Linked DNA regions of Salmo salar: region 2 is linked to region 1. Evidence: chromatin contacts called from public Hi-C data. All regions are on one chromosome and are shown on one strand. The core of a region is the stretch at or near the end of the contact, and the rest is flanking DNA. Distances in the headings are between cores, read along the strand shown.

Region 1 (6,575 bases), core at 1,651-4,150:
AAATATGGAACAGAATTGTTTCTTATTTTTCCAGAATACATACAAAAAAAAATACCAATTCTCTTTCCATGGTATACACCTGAAAAATAACAACAATTTAAAATGATGTGGACAATTTGGGATTTTAAGAAACAAACATGCATGTAAATAATTCTCTTCTCAATGAGACATTAAATAAGAACAATACAATCATAGCAATTTCAAATGAACATCGAAATGAAAACCCTTATTTTAGCCTATTAGTATTCTACCATGTGTGTTTTCACTTTACCTATAGAGTTCAGTTTAAACATAATGCACTTTGAGTCTCTCAAATGTCTTCCATTTGTAGCTATTATCATCCGCCTTCAGCCGACATAAATAAATACCGAGTTCACGGATCCCGCCCTTAGGTTGAGCGTTGATATAAAAGTCTTTATATTTGCATTTTTATAACTATAAACTTTTCAAAAGTCAAGTGTGTTTCACTGGTATCCCAGCGCTGATGCTGTGGTGAGTCTCTGGCCGTACAGGGCATAGGGGGAGTAGTATGGCCCGGTGGCTGCGGGGACAGGGACAGGGGCTCCGGTAGGCAGGGGGCTCTTGGAGTACGGATGGTAACGGCTGCTTAGTCCCAACGCGTGATGCGGACTCCTCAGCGTCAGTGTCCCAGGGCTTCCAGGGCCTCCTGACTGTGGCATGTGCATGTGGCATGCCATCGCAGCAGCCGCAGCACTAGCTAAAGATGAGGAATTAGGGTAACCCGATATCAACTTCTCCGCCCCGGTGAAGGCGGTGTGCGTCCGCAGGTGGTTCAGCAGCTCCTCGGATGAGGAGAAACGCTTGTCGCAGGGTCCGTTCGCTGACACCCAGTTACAGACGTGAGGAAGGGGGTCGTTGGGGAGCATGAAACCATAGGGGTACAAAGGATGTCCACTGAAAGATTGCGGAGAGGAGTGCATGCCGTGCAAAAGGTGTGTCGGGTACATGTGGTGGTACCCGGATTTCATCGCGTTGGCGGCCGCGGCAGCTGCGTTGTCGTGGCACTGCTGAGAGGCACTGGCAGCGCCCGCTAAGTGGCTGGCACAATGGTAACTTAAGCAGTAAGGGTCTCTACACAGGCTGGCTGACATGATGGAGGGTGGAGAGGCCCCGGCCAGGGGGCTGGATCCGGCCTTACTGCAGCCCATGCTGGCCAGCTGTGCGTTAACCAGGCTCCCGCCGTGAGGGAGGAAGTGTTGGGGATAACCAGCGTAGGCCCCTAAACTCCCGGGGTAGTGCATGCCAGCAGGCGGCAGGGGAAAAACTGTCTGACCCGGTTTGTAAGGAGAGACTGGGGCTACAAGTCCTGACCCGAGTCCGGAAGCAGAGGAAACGGAGGTTAGAGAGGAGGATTCCGAAGACATGGCTTTGGACCCAGGCGTTGTCTCCTGGTGCTGGTTCACCTCCACGTTAATTCCACCGCAACTCACGCTTATCCTGCTGTGGCTGTTAGTGGTTCCAGATCCGTCCGTTGTGCCATTTTTATTACAATCTGAATCTTTCTTGTCCTCCCTGTCTCCACACTTCCCCTCTGACGGCATGGGCGAGGCAGAAGTGCTAGAGTTGGGGCTGCCTGTCCGTGGCGTGAATGGCTGACAGGTGGCGCTCGGCACTCGGAAACCAGTCTTCTCTCCACTCGAGACGCCGGAGGACGAGTCCTTCTTATCTGACGGTTTCGAATAGGGTTTGAAGCTGGATTTGTCATCCACACCGATGTCACTCATTTTTAATGGACCGGATTTGGACTCCTTGTCACTAGATCCATTTGATGTAATAGAGGATAGTTTGGAGGAGGGAGGGGGGTCAGGTTTACCGATTTGAGAGCATGTCTGCGCCAGCAGTGCCAACGGACTCTTCTTAGCATCTAGCTGTAGAGAAAACAAGACCTATAATTTACAAATCGAGTACTGAAAAATATATATATATACAATCTCAAACAATATAGGACTTTTGGTCGAAATGCAACCAGAAACGCAATGTCCGAGTCCTTATCCAAAATAATTGTGCGCAATGCGCAGCTTTTACGCGAGAATAGCCGCGCTCTACGAGTAGATTTAAGATTCCCATTTCCTAAATTCATAACAATTTCCTTTACAAGTCATCTTTATAATAGAATAGCCCACATTTCCACTTCGATATAATAAATATGTTTTCTTTTATGCTATTCCATGTCTTACATTCCGGGATAACTGTTTCTATGTGTAATGCTTACAAAACAAACATGAAACTTTGAAGCATTCATTCTACTAGTCTTTTTGAAATCTTACCTCAATAGGGCTAATCGGAGTAGATGGTAACGGTTGAAGATACTCTGGGTGCAAAATGTGTCCTGATCGTGCCGTAAGCATTTTCAAAACCTTGATGGGGACTCGGTTAGCTTGCCGTAGATGGTCCGACGGGGGAACGGAGTGATGAAAAGGCTTGTTGATGATATTCCGAGAGTCGATGCTCTCCCAGACTAGATGAATACTACTATTTCTCAGAGCAGATACCGAGGGCGATGTGATCATGTCCCAATTCTCACGAAATTAGTCGGTAATTCATTTATCAGATTCATCAAGAAAAGCAAATACAACCTCTTTCGAAAATCAAGAGAGTGATATTGCGTGTAATAATCCGTATAATGAGAGGAAACGAAGAAGGTGCGGTTGGTAAGCAGGAAGAAGAGAGTGAGTGCGAGGTTATCGCGGATCCGTGGCTGCGTCTTTCACCATGGGCATAGCGCGTTCTGTGTCTCCCGGCTTGTCCGCGCTCTATACTCCCGAAGTACGAACTGGTAGAAATGTTCACTTCAAAAGCATCTGAATTAGTCCGAGATTAAAGCCTTTGCCGCCTTCCAATCAAATGGGACCCCGAGGTGATTGGAGGGTCAAGGGGATGTGACGTTGCCTCTTTGTAAGCGCCTCTATATTGACAGCTCGGGGGAGGAGATAGTGAGGAGGAATAGTTGGGTTGTTGTGTGCGCTCTCACGGACTCTCACCATCATTGAGGCTAGGCTTGTTTTGTTTTTTCAATGTCTAAAAAAGTGTATAGACCCAAGTCTGGAAATAGTAGTCTTTCTGACATTTTCAAAACAGTGAAAGTATTTGGCTGTAGAGGTAGGCGATGTGGTAATGGTTATTACTGGAAGGCATATAGGCTACATGATATTTAGGAGTTGGGAAATGTATTAATGAAACTATAGCATGCATTAAATAGCCTAATTATTAGTTTGTTCTCTAGAGACTAATGCAGTAATAAGAAATGTTTTCGGCACCCTTTGAGCTATATTACCAAGATCTTGAATCAATCAATACAAGCCTGTATCTTAGTTTACAGACATGTTCCTATATAAATTATATTCCACAACCAGAAGATCAACTACTTCAGCTTGAATTCCCCAATCAGACAAGCGTTGACAGGAACAGACCAATGCAGTGATGGAGGTATGTGAATGTCACATGTTTTCAGTATAATATACACCCCCCTTCTATTTCTATCTTCACGCCTCCGTCAACTGTCAATTCTGCTCCACCGCAATCAATCAGGTATTTGTCAGTGGCTGTCAATCCTGCCTTGATTTATGTCAGCTATTGTAGATGATTACATGCGAGCGTGGCTGCATGGGGAAAAGGACAAATGGAAAAGAGAGAGAGGCATCTGAGAAAAGAGACACTTCATTTGGACGAAATAAATCATCCTCGTGTTAAATTCAATTTGTATAAGCATCGACAATAGGTAGACAGCGACGCGCTAGACTATGCCACTTCTCCATAGCCTATGGTGTCCATGGAATTTAGGACGGTATTTGCAAATTAATAAGGATTTTGAGCAGAAAATTAAAGGACGAGGCTAACCAGATTTTATAAGGACTAACGCAGGCATAGCGACCGAAGAACCCGCTCTGTCGCAGATTCACAGGACTATTTAAGTAAACTTTTTCCCTTCCTGTCAAATACTTCACACAAAGAAAGTGTCCCAAACGGCTCAAAAGATGCCATGAACTTTTAGTGCTCGGATGTTTGTTAATTTCTCAGAAATAGTTCAATGTCTACTATTATATTTCATTTGCGTCATTTAGCAGACGCTCTTATCCAGAGCGATGTTCATGTTCCTGTCTAAGGACAATAATTGGTATGCCCTAATGGACTTCAATACGTTTATATAAATGTAACTTTATGGCTAATATTAGCCTACAATTCAATACATTTTAATGTAATTTGCTTCATTGTTAAAATAAAGTAAAAAAGGCTAATTTGTGCCCCATTCCTTCTGACTAGAACGTGTTTTTAAATGTCAATCTAGTAGTGCTGCTTAGCAAGCTATATAGAATACTTTTTAAAACTTAGAACAACAACACAGTTAGTGGGGGGCAAAGTTCCCCATAGAAAAGTCACTCTGGACAGGTGCCAATCGTATCCAACACATGTTAACATGTAGCCTAAGTTTCACATTTACTAAGTCAAACATAATGGCCTGGGTTTTCAGCAATACAAACAATAACCACTTTCCCGCAGATGCAAACGTATCTCTGAACGTATCGTAAAAACCTGCCATTTGCCTCTGGCACATGGTTATATCCCCAATAAAATGACAAAGAAAAGGGAACAAAAAACTGGTCCAGACATTTTATATGTCAACTCGATTTTATTTAGGCCTACATACAATGAAAATGATTTATTTTATTTAAGAGGGAGAAAAGAGGGGTGACTGAAAGAGAAAAGAGAAATTGTGTGTCAGAGTGCTGAGAAAAGAAGTTTAAAATACCTTGAACTCTTCACCGCTGAGATGGCTAATCAGTATTGAGGCTCGGGGGCAATCGGGTAGCTTTTCAATGCGGGGCCTCCTTTCATCTCAATCGGAATGGAGGCGCTCAATTAAAAGCCTATCAGTTTGTAAGTAAATCAACGCCTATCAAAGTTGTCACTTCAAACAAAACGATTATTATTGCAACCCGCCTCTACCATTAATCTCTCTCTGCGGTAATCCGCTTGACAGGTCATTGGAGAGCAAGAAAACCTGGAGTGGACGGTCACAGGGGGCAGAAAAACAGCTGGAAAAGTAAATACATTTATTTTAGGCCTTCAAAGAATTGAGGGACACTGGTTGACAGGGGATAGGAAAACTATAGGATATAATATTTGACGTTATATGATAGCCTAATGGGACGTTTTTTGGGAAGCGAAAATACAAAATAGAACTAGTGTAAAATATGTACGCTACATAATTGATAGTTTAACCATATATAGGAATTATAGACAGAATATTAGAATATTACATTACGATATTACAAGTGTCACTTTTGACATTGTCCTATAGGCCTATTCACACGAAGCTCAATTTATTGTAGCCTTTTCATATAGGCCTAGTGGCTAGCATTATATGATAGCAGTTTTATAATATAAGGCTTAGAATATAAAGGCTATATCGAAAATGAATTTACATTGTAGCCTAATGTATTTTACATTTAATATGATGCATAGCCTACAATGACATTAGATATGATTTATTCTTAACATTTTAGACCATAATATTTTACTGAGTGTAATTTCTGAATGCCTTCCTCATTACCCTATGTGCACAAAACTGTCATTAATATTTAACAGTAGTCTGACAAGTTAAACAATAAAAACATAAATCAATTAAATTACATTGTGACATTTATTTTGGTAGTAATAGACCTACAAAGTGGAAACTAACTAAGCAAAAAAGTGTCTGACAAATATTATATTTTTTCATGACCCTGAAAGGCTGTGGACTTTAAAGGAAAACAAGAATGAGCAAACGGCCCTTTCTTTCTATTCCTCCAAATGTTGAGTCTGTCAGGTAAAACAGGGTGAGAAAGTTTCACAATATGCAAAGATATGTGATTGATAACAGCAGCCTAGCTGTTTTCTGCAAGGGCTGTCAGCCTGTGACACAATATGTGAGTTATTAGGGCAAAGAAGGGCAACCATAAATTCCCAGCGTCAGGCGAAACCCCTCTATTGTCCGTATGACGAATGAGCTTCTACACCAGACACCAAATACTCAGTATTACCCTTAAATGGGAACACATTTTTCGTGGCCACAATTCATGATATTTAAATAGAACGTTTTAAATGTCCCCATATATTTCATAACGGCGACATTTTTATGAATCACTCCCTAGATGTAAATATAATTATTTACAGCAGAACGGGAGTAGGCTAGCTTGGGTTGTGAGTTGGACTTTCAGCTTTGCACTATAGGAATAATGCACTTGGGATATGCCTCTTTAGCACAGCGAGGGCAACATAACAAATATTATATTAAATTGAGTTTAGAAATAGATTTAACATTTTATAGAGGGAGTCTTTGAATTATACAAGCCTCTAGGAATAACATAATTTAATACTTTAAACATGAAAAACGTTAAATACGTTTTCAATTATGCACAGTCAGCGAGTGTGTCTCCGACTGTATAGAAGGCTCTTTGCTTTTTTGGTGTGCATAATGATTTACACACTTTTCTGTAGTAGGCTAGTCAAGCATATCAGCTATCTCACCACCCATTTTTTTATTCTTGCATCCAATGATTTTGCGGAATGAGTTG
Region 2 (6,575 bases), core at 1,384-3,883, 120 kb after region 1:
TTATATTGTGAGCCACAGCTGGTGATTCGTTCAACAAACGTATACATCTACCAGCGAACAAACTGTTTCTAATTTAACCTCTCATATACTGGCAACAGTTTATCATAATCATTCTGAGTGGAAAGGGAATAATGATCTGTATAAAGGTAGCCATCTTGAAAAAGCAATATGGAAGACTCGCTCTTCTGAGCAATGACTTCACCTGAACAGTTATTCTAGGGATAAGGGCATGAGACCATGTTAGAATAGTAGGACATGAATGTAGCGCCAGGACAGGAAACCATGTTAGAATAGTGGGACATGACTGTAGAGCTAGGAGAGGAAACCATGTTAGAATAGTGGGACATGACTGTGGCGTGGCAATACATTTTACATTTTAGTCATTTAGCAGACGCTCTTATCCAGAGCGACTTACAGTTAGTGAAGACAGCTAGGTGGGACAACCACATATCACAGGCATAGAAAGTACATTTTTCCTCAATAAAGTAGCTATAAGCAAAGTCAGAACTAGTAGCCACAAAATATTTTTGGTATCTCGGATTGTTCTGGCAATTTTCACAAGGAAACTTCATTGGGAGGAAGGATGTTTGACGTAGTTTTTATATTTATATCACAATTTGTTTTTTGAAAATCATGATAAACTTTTAGGCGTTTTTTGACTTACACAAGCCTCCTGTAAGACCTTATGAACCGTACATGATACAGACAGCACCTTGGTGTCATTGTACTCCATACAGTGGGTTCTAACATAATCATTTATGGATTGTCTAGTTTCTGAAATAAGAATTGTCACATTAATTAAGTCATCATTTAAATGATTAATAGTAATATCTAAAAAGTAAGCTTTTTGATTTTGCTAATTTTAAGACATATTATTTGGAACAGTACTCAACAAGAACATAACATTTCCAGACTGGGTTTTTTGCTCATTTTAAAGTGCTGATCAATTTAATGAGCACCACCAATACAGTGAATGGGAAAATGGATTCCCTCTGCTGGTGATTTGCTAAATGTTCAATCCTAAAGGAGTGCTGTGATTGGTTAAAGACCTACAGTATAGTGTCAATTTCTTTGTATAAAATGGGGTTAATCTACAAAAGTACCAGGGTGGGCTAAAGTCAGCACTCCTTCCCTCCTGGCTTGTACTCTCCATGGGGTCTGAGTTCTACAGCCCCCTAAGCCCAGCCCTCTCATAATGAGTTATAATCAGTGTGATAATGTACCACTGTTAGTACAGTACAGTAAAGCTAATCTAGCGTCAGGGATCATCAGATGAAATTTCAAACGAATGTCTTTAACTCTCTGTCTCTTCTCTCGTTAGCACACTTAACACTCATCTAATGAGACGGTGGTGACACTGAAACGCCCATGTGCTGCTTGTGAACGAGTTATGAATGTGTTATGAAGTCCTTATGTAGGTACCCTTCAGATAAAGTGCTACCGTGACGGATGAGCCAGGGAGTTGCTTGTCGTGGAACTTGAAAACCCTGCTGTGGTGGTTATTATGGGGTTTCCTATAGGATGGGGCTTGTGAATTAGACAGAGGATTGCAACAGTGAAAAAATCTGTCCATGTGCCTTGAGCAAGGCACTTAACCCACATTTCTCCTGTAGGTCGCTCTGGATAAGAGTGTCTGCTAAATGACTAAAATGTAAATGTAAAAAAAAATGAAAAGCAAAAGGTTAGGCTGTGGTTACCGGAGCGTTGTGACACCTGTCTCCCAGAGTTCGCCTCTGTACCATGAGGCTAATCCCTCAGTGTAGACCCCATCACATGACAGGGGAGAATACAAGGAGAGAAAGGGGAGTAGAGCAAGTGAAGGAGAAATGGATTGATGGGAGAGCGAGCGATGGAGGGAAACAGGGAAGGAAAAAGTGAGGAGAGAGGATTATTATTTAGAAATGTACTTTTCCCACTGTTTATATCCTGTTTTGGTTTAACTTAGTACTACTTTTTAAAATGATTCTATAACTGCATGCATGTGACTGGTTATAACCTAACACCTGCTCAGTATATTTCACCATACTTGCCCTGGTATAACCTCATTGAAATTGAAAATGAAGCTGAGAAAGAGGAGCAGAGGCTACTAATGGGCTGACTGCTGGCATCTGTGAGGAGGCCATTGGAGGGAGAGTATTGATGTAGATTGATCTTCTCATGCAATAAGTCATCCGAGGTCGACTGGTGGTGATCTTTCAATGTCTTGTATGTTACATACCGAGAATAGAATAGAAAATAATAGAACAGAATTGTAATTCTAAATATGTTTTCTTTTTCTGTCCTTTCTCTCCCTCCCTCCATGGAACCCTGTGCCTTGCTGATCTGCTCTGATCCTGATCACATTAAAACAGGTGCAGTATGTTCATTTAACTCTTTAATGGAATAATATCTGCCATGATTCATAAAAACAGCTAGTTAGTAACCATTACACAGCGGAGAAAAAGCAGCTGCGTAGGCCTCTGGGCACTTCCCAAATGTCATCCTATTCCCTATCGAGTGCATGAAGGTAGTGCACTAAATAGGGCATATGTGGTGCCATTTGGGATCCAGCCTATGTGTGTGAACCATCTGGTAGCTGGTTGTTGACCAGGCAAGCGTCAGAGTGTGTGTATTAATTGTGTGTGTGTGTGTATTAATCATGCTTACACAATGTCTTAATTACTCCCAGTGTAACTGCTCCCTCTCCAACCCAGGAGTTGACCTTTCTCTGCCTGGTACTCCAGCCCATTAATCATCCACAATCAACACTCACCCAGCGCCACACTCCCAGTCAGAGGACAGGGGAGAGGGACAATCACACCTGCCCACTACACAGTACCCCCTAGTACACACTAACACAGGCATGGACACGGACACTGAGACTGTATGTCTCAGTACAAAATACAATATCCTATAATACATTTCTCTTGGTGATTAATTGTGTCATTCTTCAACATTTCATATCTTGGACTCGATCCTCTATCATTTGGAGCTTCTCTAATATCTAATATCCCACAGGGAGGGAACCAGACAATATACCTATCAGCCCCAACAAATGGTCTTTCACTTCTAAATATGATACTCTGACATTCATAGCAGGCAGACACTCATTTCTTCCAGTCACATGGTTGATATGTCTAAGTGCCCGGGCAGGGACACATGGTACAAGTGAAAAACTAGGGCGCGCAGGCCTTATAACATTTCAGATCTTGTTTAGAGGCCTGGCCAAGTGAAGGGCAAATAGATTGACAAGTGGAGGTTGTGCTGGATGGAGCAGGTAGCTGACATGCCTGACTCCCCCGTCCCGTCCCCCTCCGCTGACGGGAGGCTTAATATATCATTTGTCAGTCAAGGATGGGCTTTCATTCAATCATGGCCTGGCACCCTGTCTCAAATGCCAGCGGGGGCTCGGCTTTCATGCACAAGAGAGCCTGAATGTGCACAGCTAGCGTCTATAGCTGGAGCTGAGGCGTTGAACACTGAAACAGCAACTATTCATTAGCGCTGTCAATAAATTAACCTCCCACCTTTACTACAGTACACACTGTTAGCACTGTTTAGTTGATAGGCTTAGTCTTTTCACAACATTAGATCGTCTTGCATCGCTTACAGACAAAATGGACAGAAATAAAATGTCTGCAACTTCGAAGTTCTGTAATAGTTTTATGACTACCTGCAAATTCCTGTCATAAATGTTTCATTATTTTTAATTTACCATCATAAATCAAGCCGGCGGTTTTGCCTCGGCTGCTTTTTTTAACAGGGTTGCTGGCTGCATAGTTTTATCTCTCGAAAACAGACCATGCACGGAAGTTATTGCATTAAAGAGATTCTCCAGTACTTTTGTGTACTTTTTAGCAATTACTTCTGGAAGTAGTGCTCACGAGCAAAATAGATTTTTTTTTTGTTGTTGAATTTTACCTTTATTTAACTAGGCAAGTCAGTTAAGAACAAATTCTTATTTTCAATGATAGCCTAGGAACAGTGGGTTAACTGCCTTGTTCAGCGGCAGAACGACAGATTTGTACCTTGTCAGCTCGGGGATTTGAACTTGCAACCTTTCGGTTACTAGTCCATCGCTCTAACCACTAGGCTACGCTGCCGCCCCCACATTGGGTACTACGTTTACCTTACATACTTTATGCGCAGATATGTGCACCACATCATTGCTCTCTCACTCGCTTTGCTCTGTGTGCCTCTTGCTAGCTGTCACTCAAATGACTAGGGGCAGAAGCTTATTGGCTGGCTCACATGGAGGACAATTTTGGGAAAATGGTGCCGCACAGCTTCCAGAAAACAGTAGCTTTCCAACTAGGGATCTTGTGGCTAATTTGAGGTAAGACAGTAATTCTGCTCATAGATTATGCATGTATGAACTACACATTGAGACATCCAGCCCAAAGCGTGAAGTTAAAAAAAAGACTTACAAGTCGCCATAGTTTCGGAGCATGTCTTTAATTGAGTGCCATAAATTATACAACTTACTTTTATAAGGTCAAGTCATGAATAACCCTGGTGCATTGGAAAGTGTAGCGCGTCACCCAGCCATTGGGATACAGTATTGGGGACAAATGGGGATCTTGTGATGGGTAATGGATCTCTCCTCCCAATGTGATCTGTTTAAATGTGGATCCCCAGAGAGCATACTGGGTAGAATGAATGGCATCACATCTGACAGATTTAACGTCTCCTTGCTGCTCCTCTAGTAGCTTGGGTCGCTCATCCATAAGTTGCCTGTGTAACAACCATGAAGTGAAGCTGTATGCATGTATTGCTACGTATCTTCTTGACTCTCCGTGTTTGTTTTTATATAATACTAACTACATGCAGTAAGGTAGCCTATACAGTATACTGTCAATTGTATAGAAAACCACATTTGGTTATTGTCATTCATGAACACAATGAGGCTCATGTGAAAGGGAAGGGACCTGCACCACTCATCTTCCTCACTACAATACTTCCCTGATGAAGATGTTCAGAAACAGCTTAGCCTCAGCAGTATACCACTAGCATCTTTGTGATTGGTTACCCAGCCCAGTCCCCAGAGTGCCAACCAAACGCATGATTAACCACAAGCCTTTACGCAGACATTTACCAACACTGCTGTGTACACTGAAACCCTGAATATGGTGTATAATTTACCATTAGTACGGGCTGATATTCGCTAGTCCTGTCTTCAATGGGTTCGTTGTGTTATAACACAGAAAATGGAGCACTGAGTGGAGTTATGTGCGAGGGGAAATGCATCGCCACTCGCTTGGTTTTAATTGTTTTAACAGTGCACCATTCTGTTTCCTCAAACAGAGTGTTATGACTGTGTAAAGTAGACTAAGCCACAGAGTGTGTGTGTGCATGCGTACGTGTTTATGCAGATGCAACCAGGACCTATGTGTTTTGCTGTCTCTATGATCTTGAGTACGTATTCATTATCTGTAGCGAAGCCCGGTAGAAGAGCTCATTCATTTCTGGTTGATTGTATTGGCAGGTGCTTCTGAGGCAGTGAACGTAAATGAGTGGATCAATAATCTAGTATCAGCTTGTATTATCATGATAATCCCCATATGTGGTAATGTGAATGAGAGTGGAGTAAAGTGTAGGGCAGGAGGAGGATGGGCTTAGTGAAAGAAAACAGAATTGGTGATTTTAACAGCAATAGAAAATAGAGATAGTAGAACATTTTTGAAAATTGTTGAAAACAGAAACAGTAGAAAATTGTAAAGATCAGGAACAGTAGTAGAAAATAGGACCAATAGAAAATAGTAGAAGTTAACAAGAGCCTTGAACATAGAACAAGTTTTAATGCTACAGTATCTGACGAATGAGCCTTTACAGATGAGGTTTGGGTGTTTTCTGTTTTTTAATGTATTGTGTGATCCTGCTACTCTTTCTATGCTCTGTAAAAGGACTCGTTCTGAAAGGTTTTAGTTCATCTCTAGCTATTGTATAGGACTTCCAGCCCGATGTTTACACCAAAAAGGAAACCAGACGAGCTGCTTTGTTCGAGTGGCTTTGAAGCGGTCACACCTGGCACTTTGTTTCATGGCTGTTTTGAATGCCTTTAACCCAGTGATTCCCAAACTTTTTCACTTGGGCCCCCCATAGGGAACATCCCGCATCCATGACAAACTATCCACACCCCTCTTGTTGGTGGAGAGAACTTTGCAGGTGTAGATTTTTTGGGGGCCATTTTTAAGCAAATTTCCTGCAATTCTAAACATTTTGTCATGGGGTGGAGAGAATTTAGCAGTTTTAAAGCACATTTCCTGCATTTCGACACATTTAGCCATGTCTTATGTGATATCTGACTGACTCAAACATGAAAACCAAATTCAAAGGCTAAAAAACCTAGCTACAAAACATTAGCTAACATGGGCTAGTTGATCTGGGCCAGGTTCCCGATAGCGATGGAACTTTTGGCTTACGAGTGTTTTAACGATGCGTCTTTCCTACAGTGGGCGAAGACGTTACATCCGTTTCCCAAAACAACACGCAGAGGATCGAAAGAAAGGCAGCACTGCTCTCGGATAAGTGTTCTCCCTTTCAAATCATACCTTCAAATTAGAATTATTCCACATTACTGACGACGGATAAGCTCC

The links. A called contact is a pair of places that touch in the nucleus more often than the background predicts.
Region 2: a Hi-C map of muscle shows a contact between it and region 1, with 6 times the contacts expected there. The contact joins the enhancer-like site here to the promoter of znf503 in region 1. A contact is called at or near these places in 2 of 3 Hi-C or Micro-C datasets (gill and muscle).

The regions. Positions count from the first base shown.
Region 1 is chrssa01:74,510,118-74,516,692 of Ssal_v3.1, forward strand. It overlaps znf503 (zinc finger protein 503), which reads right to left and starts at 2,901. Exons shown (of 2, transcript XM_014206672.2): 1 at 2,289-2,901; 2 at 4-1,889. The coding sequence starts at 2,531. The coding sequence ends at 465.
Region 2 is chrssa01:74,630,203-74,636,777 of Ssal_v3.1, forward strand. The region is part of intron 2 of LOC123743785 (leucine-rich melanocyte differentiation-associated protein); the gene reads left to right. Among protein-coding and RNA genes, the nearest start is that of LOC123743785, 100 kb to the left of the region's middle. Within about 2 kb of position 2,634, at least 1 of the 13 cell types and tissues checked has an H3K27ac peak or open chromatin away from gene starts, as enhancers often do. A contact at or near this core is called in muscle, where this site is marked.